2 separate regions of the Macaca mulatta genome follow, and region 1 is linked to region 2. Evidence: chromatin contacts called from public Hi-C data. All regions are on one chromosome and are shown on one strand. The core of a region is the stretch at or near the end of the contact, and the rest is flanking DNA. Distances in the headings are between cores, read along the strand shown. Region 1 holds the start of SLC25A4 (solute carrier family 25 member 4). Region 2 holds the start of CENPU (centromere protein U).

Region 1 (4,364 bases), core at 1,060-3,559, 410 kb after region 2:
CAAAAGGGAAACTTTGTCAAACTGTCAGATTCAATTGAATCATATGGAATATATACAGCTTCATAGTAATTAAATACAAATTCAAACTCATAAATAACTCACAAATAACTCTGTTTTTTGAAAGCCCGTGTTGGAGGAGAGTGTGAGAGAAAGCCCATCTGAAGAGCAATTTGTCAACATGTAGCAAAAGCTACAAAACTTTAAAAATCTTAATCTATCCATTCCATTTGGGAAATATATGAGAAGAAAAAACTTAGAGGAGAAAATGAAGTTTGTGCAAGTTTCAATATAACAGCATTACTTTTCTTTTCTTTTTTTTTTTTTGAGTGAGAGTCTTTCTCTGTCGCCCAGGCTGAAGTGCAGTGGAGTGATCTCAGATCACTATGACCTCTGCCTCTCAGGTTCAAGCGATTCTCGTGCCTCAGCCTCCTGAACTGCTGGGATTCCAGGCATGAGCTACCACGTCCGGCTAATTTTTGTATTTTTAGTAGAGATAGGGTTTTGCCATGTTGGCCAGGCTGTTCTTGAACTACTGACCTAGGTAATCTGCCAGCCTCAGCCTCCCAAAATACTGGGATTTCAGGCATGAGCCACCACACCCGGCCTATTTTTCATAATAAAAATAAGACACAATTCTAATGTACAATTAAAAGGAAAATGGAGGTTTAAAAGCAACTCTATATTACAGGATGGGATACAGTGAGCTATTATAATTAAAAAGGATTACTGTGTGGATTATGCTGATCCATGGAAATCTGTAAGTGAAGTTGTGATAAAGTGGAGCAAGTGATGAATACACTGAACTCTAAGGTCTTTGGAGATGGGCCATGTCTACTTATACTCAATCGGCAGGGCTACACTTGGTTCTTGGGACACAGTGAATGCTCAACAAGAGTCTGTTGAATGAACACATACATGGTTTATCTGTTTGTCTCTTCCGAGGTCTTGACTTTCTGTCTGCTCTGACCTCAGGCAACTTTGCACTAGTTCCTAGCTTTCATTCTGCTTACCTGGATTGCGGAACTCTAGCCTGCCCCACTCTTAGAAAAACGCTTGCCCTCTGTGGCCCTGGAACCGGAGTGACTTCTGCTATACCAAAGTCTCCAGGCCCAGGTGACACACAGCTGCAGCTCCATAAACCTCTAACATGATGTCAGCAAACATAATAAAGAAAAAAGCTTATAAAAACAATAAACTTCGTTAAAGGTACAAATGAAAATTAGCAAACATGGGAAGATCATTGAGTAAAGAGTTTAAAGTTAAAAACAAATTGCAGTCATTCTAGGGGAAGGAACAGTTGTATTTGAAAAGCTGTATGGTTACATGAACTGCCTAAAAAACAAGCTAAGGAAAATAAAAGCTCAAATTTATATATTTTAAGAAATTAATTGCAATCAATTTCCTGGGATTAAATAGCATTTCCTCAACCCCAGCTGCCATTAAAAAGAGGCAAATACAGCTAAGGACTGGATCTTCTCTGGAAGACTGACAGCACTGACCCTCAAGAAGGCACCAGCTGACTGAGAACATTCTGCCCTGATATGTGCTGAAATTCCGCTGAGAGCAGAGTGGTACGTTAAACCCTTTAGGGGCTTACAAAAGAAGTGACCTGTGTTTTAGAGTCAGAGTTTTGCCAAAACAAGTATGAATTCACCTAGTCCCCCCTGCACCAGGCCTTTCCTGTGGGCACTGAGTGCCAGACACATCAATATGTAACAGCAGAATGAATGATGGAACGAACGATTGAATGAAATGAAGTGAGAGGCAGCAGTTTGTCAGATTCTATGAGGCAATCACAGCATCGAGTGACCACAGTATCTGAGAGGATTGCCATTTATTCTCTCCGGAGCGCACGGCTCTAAGGAAGCCCATATCCAGGCAGTGAGTTCTGGTGGGGGGCGCCTTTAGATGCAAGAAGGAGGAAACGGCTCGAAATCCCTGGGCCTGAGGGCGGCCCGTGCAGGCTGGAGGGTCAAGAACGCTCCGCTGGAGGCAGCCGCCCGGTGTCTGCCCCGGCTTCAACCCGGCCTAAGGCTGCTTGTGCTATAAATACGCGGCCCACATGCCGCGGTGACACGGTGTTCCTTGGGCTCGGCGGGACAGATAACATGAATGTGCCCTTTAAATGTCCCAAGTTGCAGGGACAGCCCCCGGCCCAGCCCCGCTCCCGGAAACGCCTTCGCCCCCGATGCCCTCTGAAGCGGGAGGAGGGGGCGCCGCGTACATGGCCAGCCAATGCGCGGCGCGCGCGCCGGCCGCGACCCGCCTCCTCTCGCGAGAGCCCGGCGCGGATATAAGGGGGGGCTGCGGGCGAGGCGGCGGCCCCTTCGCGTCGCGCAGGGTCGGGGACTGCGCGGCGGTGCCAGGCCGGGCGTGGGCGAGAGCGCGAGCGGGCTGCCCGCGGGCTGAGTGCGTCGAGCTGTCACCATGGGTGATCACGCTTGGAGCTTCCTAAAGGACTTCCTGGCCGGTGGTGTCGCCGCTGCAGTCTCCAAGACCGCGGTCGCCCCCATCGAGAGGGTCAAACTGCTGCTGCAGGTGAGGACGGCGCGGTGCAAGGGGTGGTGCGGGCGCGGTGCGAGGCGCGGGCGCTGGCGAGGTGGGCCGGGCGGGGCGCGCGATGCGGCGCGAGCTGCAGGGTGCGGGGCGCCGCGGAAAATCTGCGCCAGGCCACAGGCCCGGGCGCCCGCCCGCTTGTGGGGGAAGAAGGTGCCCTCTGCGTAGAGACAGGTCCAGCGTCAGTCGCAGATTCCTGGTGTCGGGTGGCGCCCGGCGTTCGGGTGTCTATATATGGAAACCCACCCGGAGCCGGTTTACGTGTGCCAGATCCTGCGCCCGTGACAGCCCGGGCGTGCACTCAGGCCTGGAGGCACCTAGTGATTGCCAGTATTTTTGGCACCGTCTTATGCGCACGCACCTTTACAATGAAAACACCAAAATAATCATCACGCAGGAATTCCCTTATCGTATCTCACGCACAGTGCTGTATGCAGGCTGACGCCTTCATCTTTATGTAACCTCTGTGAGAGAGTTTTTCTTCTCCATTTTACAGATGAAGCTGAGGTTTTGAAATGTTAAGAAACAATTTTCGGAATAAACTCAGATCATCCTGTCTCCAAATCTTTTCCTCCCCTACCTGGTCGCTGAATGGCTTATCATCATCCTCCTGTTTTTCTCCACCTGCCCAAAAGGTCAGGGCCCCTCAATGAGGAAGAGCCCAATTTGGGAGTCAAAATTGCTAACAAACCCCCCCACAAATTGCTCACAAAGGCAGCGAAACCTCAATAATTGATTACTTGGATTGTCTGCTTGAAAACTTTGGAGCCCTAATGCTTAGTGGATTTATTCTCCTTCCTCTATTAGAGCATCTACTAGAGATCCTCATCTCCAGGGTGATCAGAGTGACACTGAGAAATTGTCATTTTTTGGCCATCATGTCTATTAAATCCAAAGCCCTTTGAAGCAGGGAGTGTTACTCATTCTGTCCCCCAGTAAGCCCCTCATACAGTTCTCAGACCTAGGGAAAGTGAAATAGATAAATGGCTAGCTTTATACAATTCAGTCACCTCTTCAGTTTATTTGGGGCAACACCTTTTCCCTCAAATACCCTAATAATTGAAGCCACATTGGATTATTTTGGCTTGTTATCTAGTAACTAACATGGATAACAGTATCCATTTACATGTCCTCAGTATCCATTTGATTTCCTCATCCTTTTTTTCTTCAAAAAAAAAAAAAAATCTAGGAAGTGCAAACCTTCTTTTTTCTCCTGTCCTTTTCCCCTGTCCCTGCCCTGCCTGTCCTCTATCACCCACCCTCCCCTCCACCAGGTCCAGCATGCCAGCAAACAGATCAGTGCTGAGAAGCAGTACAAAGGGATCATTGATTGTGTGGTGAGAATCCCCAAGGAGCAGGGCTTTCTCTCCTTCTGGAGGGGTAACCTGGCCAACGTGATCCGTTACTTCCCCACCCAAGCTCTCAACTTCGCCTTCAAGGACAAGTACAAGCAGCTCTTCTTAGGGGGTGTGGATCGGCATAAGCAGTTCTGGCGCTACTTTGCTGGTAACCTGGCATCTGGTGGGGCCGCTGGGGCCACCTCCCTTTGCTTTGTCTACCCGCTGGACTTTGCTAGGACCAGGTTGGCTGCCGACGTGGGCAAGGGTGCCGCCCAGCGTGAGTTCCATGGTCTGGGCGACTGTATCATCAAGATCTTCAAGTCTGATGGCCTGAGGGGTCTCTACCAAGGTTTCAACGTCTCTGTCCAAGGCATCATTATCTACAGAGCTGCCTACTTCGGAGTCTATGATACTGCCAAGGGTGAGAGAGGGGCATCAGGGGAGAAGGAGGGCGGTGTGGATAGAGGA
Region 2 (4,324 bases), core at 419-2,918:
AGGTTCCTCCTTGCCTTAGGTTGCAGTCAAGGTGGGGCTTCTGAGAGACAGAAACCTCTGTGACAACCCACAGGTAAAATTTCTGGGCCAGGTGCGGTGGCTCCCGCCTGTAATCCCAGCGCTCTGAGAAGTCAAGGCGGGCGGATCATGAGGTCAGGAAATCGAGACCATCCTGGCCAACATGGTGAAACCCCATTTCTACTAAAAATACACAAATGAGCTGGACGTGGTGGCTCACGCCTGTAATCCCAGCTACTGTGGAGGCTGAGGCAGGAGAATCGCTTGAACCTGGGAGGCGGAGGTTGCGCCACTGCACTCCAGCCTGGGCTAGAGTGAAATTCCGACTCAAAAAAAAAAAAAAAAATTCTGTTGTATGTGCATTAGTGTGTTCTGGGAGGAGGCCTGAACAGATTTCATGAGTCTCAAACCCAAAAATGTTAAAAAAAATAAAAATAAAGACAACAAAAACCACTAGCCTTTCGGATAAACTCTTTTCAGCTGATATTCAAGGCTGACATTCTTTTCTAATCCTCTTCTCCACTGGCCCCAGGAGTCTGGTCTCGGTTTCCCCACCTACCTGCGGTGTCCTGCTCCAGCTTTCCACCCTAACCCCGCAGCTGCCAGCACCACCTTCTCCAGGCAGCCTTCCCCGCCGGGGAACTCCTGTTGTCTTCAGACCGTCTTGGCGCACGGTTTTGTGCACGGTCTGCAGCGAGCCGAGACCCTTCCCGCCAGATCCAGGCCGGGCCTTGGATGGCCATTCGCCAACCAATCAGCGACCAGCATTCTAGAGCGCGTCTTGCAACCGACCAAACGCGCGCTGGCTTTGATGAACAACAACCGCTCCACCCACCCTGAAGAAAGGCAGGCGGCAGCTCGCTCCCCCAGCCACACTTGTGCTCCGGTCTGTGGTTTGCAGTCCGAAAACACCAGCGTCTTCAAAATAAGAAAACTGATTCCCGGAGAGTAAACTCCACTCACATTAAAGTCTGCCAAATCGTAGGCAATAAGTATTTGCTGAATGTTTTGCTTTCAAGCTAACACTTCGACACTCACTACTCTGGACGGCACTACTGCCCCCTACAAAACGACACGACACTGGCTAACGTCTTCCCGCCCGCCAGGCAGGGTTAGGCCCGTGCGGGTGGGAATCACTCTTATCCCCACTAGTCTGACGAGAAAGCCGGGACCCGGGCGACTGGCCACTCGAGCGAGCTCCACAGTGGAGCACGAACAGCGCCGGGAGGCGCAAACCGCGGCAGGCGAGGAAGCAGTTCAAGCTGGTCTCCGGCCTCGCGTTCTGAGGGTCGGCAGTACTTACCCCTCAGGCCTGTGAGGCCGCGACCGCCGACGCCTCCCCCGCGGAGCCATGATGCCGCCCTCCGCTCCCGAGCGACTGGAAGCTCCCGCCAAGCCCCTCGCCGCTCCGAGCAGCCAATCCGGGCCGAGCACGCGCGCGTGCGCAGAACTTCCTGAGCGGGCCCCGGGCTCCTCCCCGCCTTGGAGCGGGAGGGAAAACTGGGCCTGGCTATCACACCGCAACGGAACTGAAGTCCATGCCGCACAACCAGTTACCTACGGTCCATGTCATGCCAAAGTTTTCCGGGCTTTCCTCCCACCCGCATCGCCAGTTTTCCAGAGCCCGAAAGCCCCGGAGCCACGTGGGACCGCCCCCTGTGGGTGGGGAAAGGGGAGGAGCTAGTGTCCTTGAGCCTGTGGGCAGGTAAGTGGGTGGGCGCAGACCAGCTATCGCAGCTGGTGCCGCTGAGGCCGCAGTCGTCTTGACAGACCCACAGGATTTGGCTTGCAGCCCCTGCTGCCTTTATCAGCTGTCTGAGCTTAGCACGTTACTTTACCTCTATCCCAGCACCTTCATTTGTAAATGGTCAGGGATCCTTTTGTTCTTTTATTTTGTTTCTGTTTAAAAATGTGTAATGCAGAAGAATGAAATTGAACCCTTACCTTACACCGCGTATAAAAATTAACGCAAAATGGATCAAACACCTATATATAAAGGCTAAAATTAAAATTAAAACTCTTAAAAGAAAACAGAGCAAAAGCTTCATAACATTGGACTTGGTGGTATGATTTCTTGGATATGATACCAACAGCAGTTTGGGATGATGAAAACGTTTTGGAAATAGTGGTGGATGGATGCACAAGATGAACGTACTTGATGCCACAGAACTGTAAACTTACAAACGGTTAAAATGCTAAATTTTGTTGTGTATATTTTACTATGATAAAAAATTACGTTTCATGCATATAAAAGAATATAACATGTGTAATGTAAGGATAAAAACAAACATCCGTGTAACCAGCACTGGATGGGGATATGAATCATTATTATACATAACTCTTGGGTACCCCTCTGAATGGCACCCTCCTCCTCCAGAGAATAACCACTGTTCTAATTTTATGTGTATCATTCCTGTGGTTTTCTACCTTGATATAGCCCCAAATAATGTATTGATTATTGCATGTTTCTAAACTTTATATGATATTTGGTAGGTATTCTGCAAATGTCCTTTCTTACTAAAGCTATTGCTTTTATTTTTTATTTTATTTTTCCATAAATTATTGGGGTGCAGGTGCTATTTAGTTACATAAGTAAGTTCTTTTTTTTTTTTTTTTTTTTTTTTTGAGACGGAGCCTTGCTCTGTCTCCCAGGCTGGAGTGCAGTGGCCCAGTCTTGGCTCACTGCAAGCTCCACCTCCCGGGTTCATGCCATTCTCCTGCCTCAGCCTCCCGAGTAGCTGGGACTACAGGCGCCTGCCACCACGCCCAGCTATTTTTTTTTTTTTTTTGTATTTTTAGTAGAGATGGGGTTTCACCGTGTTAGACAGGATGGTCTTGATCTCCTGACCTCAGGATCCACCTGCCTCAGCCTCCCAAAGTGCTGGGATTACAGACGTGAGCCACTGCGCCCGGCCGAGTAAGTTCTTTAGTGGTGATTTGTAAGATCCTGGTGCATCCATCACCCCACTGCACCATATATGTTGTGTTTTATCCCTTGCCCCCATCCCACTCTTCCCCCTAAGTCCTCAAAGTCCATTGTATCATTCTTAATGCCTTTGCGTCCTCATATAAATCTGTTACTGTTAGATGTATCCGCAATTGCATCTAAATCTGCATGTAGCTGCAGTTCATTTATGTTCAGTCTTTGGAATGCATAAGTAAATACTCCATATTTTATTTATCTGTTCTCTTGTGTGTGGGTGTATCAGTTGTTTGCAGTACTTTGTTGTTACCAACAATACAGCACTGAACACTCTTATAGGAGGTTTGCAGGGGACATGTCTAAGAGCTTCTCTAGGGATAGATTCAGTAGGGATATTACTGCTATGTAGGATACAGAGTACAGCTTTCCATGATAATACCAGTGTTTACACATTGTAGATCGTACAGTTTACACCCCCCCCCCCACTGGCTTCAAATATTATCAATATTCAGCATTTTAAAGACTTTTACATTGTTTATCCAGTGAGTTAAAATGGGTTTCCATATGGGCATCCTGTTGGGTTTTGGTTTGCATTTCCCCTAAGTTGATCATCTTTTTTACTGCTTATAGGCCATTCCTATTTCCTCTTCAGTGAAATGCTTGTTTACCTGGAAATCATGTGGGCAACTGCCATAGAAGGGAATCACCTGTAAGGTATTAAAGGTAGTTCCCTGTGGGTGGGTAGAAATAAGTTCCTGGAGCCACTAAAAGTAGTTGCCCTTAAGAGAGTGAGTGAGAAGCTCCGTTTTCTAGGAAAGGGGGTGTAGTCAAACCTTTTGTGCTTGCGGGTCTGAAAAAAGAAACTACCCAGTCAAAACAAGAAGGGGTTCAGCACTCTGGGTGGAAATAACAAACGCTCAACCCAAATACATGTAAATAATAAAGGAAAATCAGGAGCATGCATCACTGAAATGTCCAGGGTTAGAATGAGTGTGCAGTGGAGTTGGATGGAGAGGTTTGAGAAGCGGGCAGGGCCCTGAGTCACTGAAACATCCAGAGGTAGAATGAGTGTCCAGCTGAGTTGGATGGAGAGGTTTGAGAAACCGTCAGGGCTCTGAGTCCTTTTGCTTGCCCACCTCGTACGTCGACTTTTCCAGGGGCCAGGTCTTCTGTTTTCCCTCTTCCTTCTGGATTTACCGAGCACTTATGATGCAGGCGTTGTCCTGAGTGATTACTATCTGTTGACTCATGTAATCCTCTCAATTACCCTCTGCAGTAGGCACTGTAATCCCACGTCTCAGCGGAGGATCCCAGGGAGCGGTCCCACTGACAGCAAGTGGTGCTGCCTGAGTGAGCTCCTGGGAGCCTGGTCCAGAGCTTGAA

The links. A called contact is a pair of places that touch in the nucleus more often than the background predicts.
Region 1: a Hi-C map of liver shows a contact between it and region 2, with 2.3 times the contacts expected there. The contact joins the promoter of SLC25A4 here to the promoter of CENPU in region 2. A contact is called at or near these places in 3 of 14 Hi-C or Micro-C datasets (fetal cortex germinal zone, fetal cortical plate and liver).

Annotation. Positions count from the first base shown.
Region 1 is chr5:193,577,817-193,582,180 of T2T-MMU8v2.0, forward strand. It overlaps SLC25A4 (solute carrier family 25 member 4), which reads left to right and starts at 2,310. Exons shown (of 4, transcript NM_001258165.1): 1 at 2,310-2,538; 2 at 3,831-4,317. The coding sequence starts at 2,428.
Region 2 is chr5:193,164,240-193,168,563 of T2T-MMU8v2.0, forward strand. CENPU (centromere protein U) reads right to left here and starts at 1,669. Exons shown (of 13, transcript XM_015139596.3): 1 at 1,322-1,669. The coding sequence starts at 1,371. It overlaps LOC144340881 (a long non-coding RNA gene), which reads left to right and starts at 1,479. Exons shown (of 5, transcript XR_013417407.1): 1 at 1,479-1,723; 2 at 2,818-2,935; 3 at 4,218-4,324.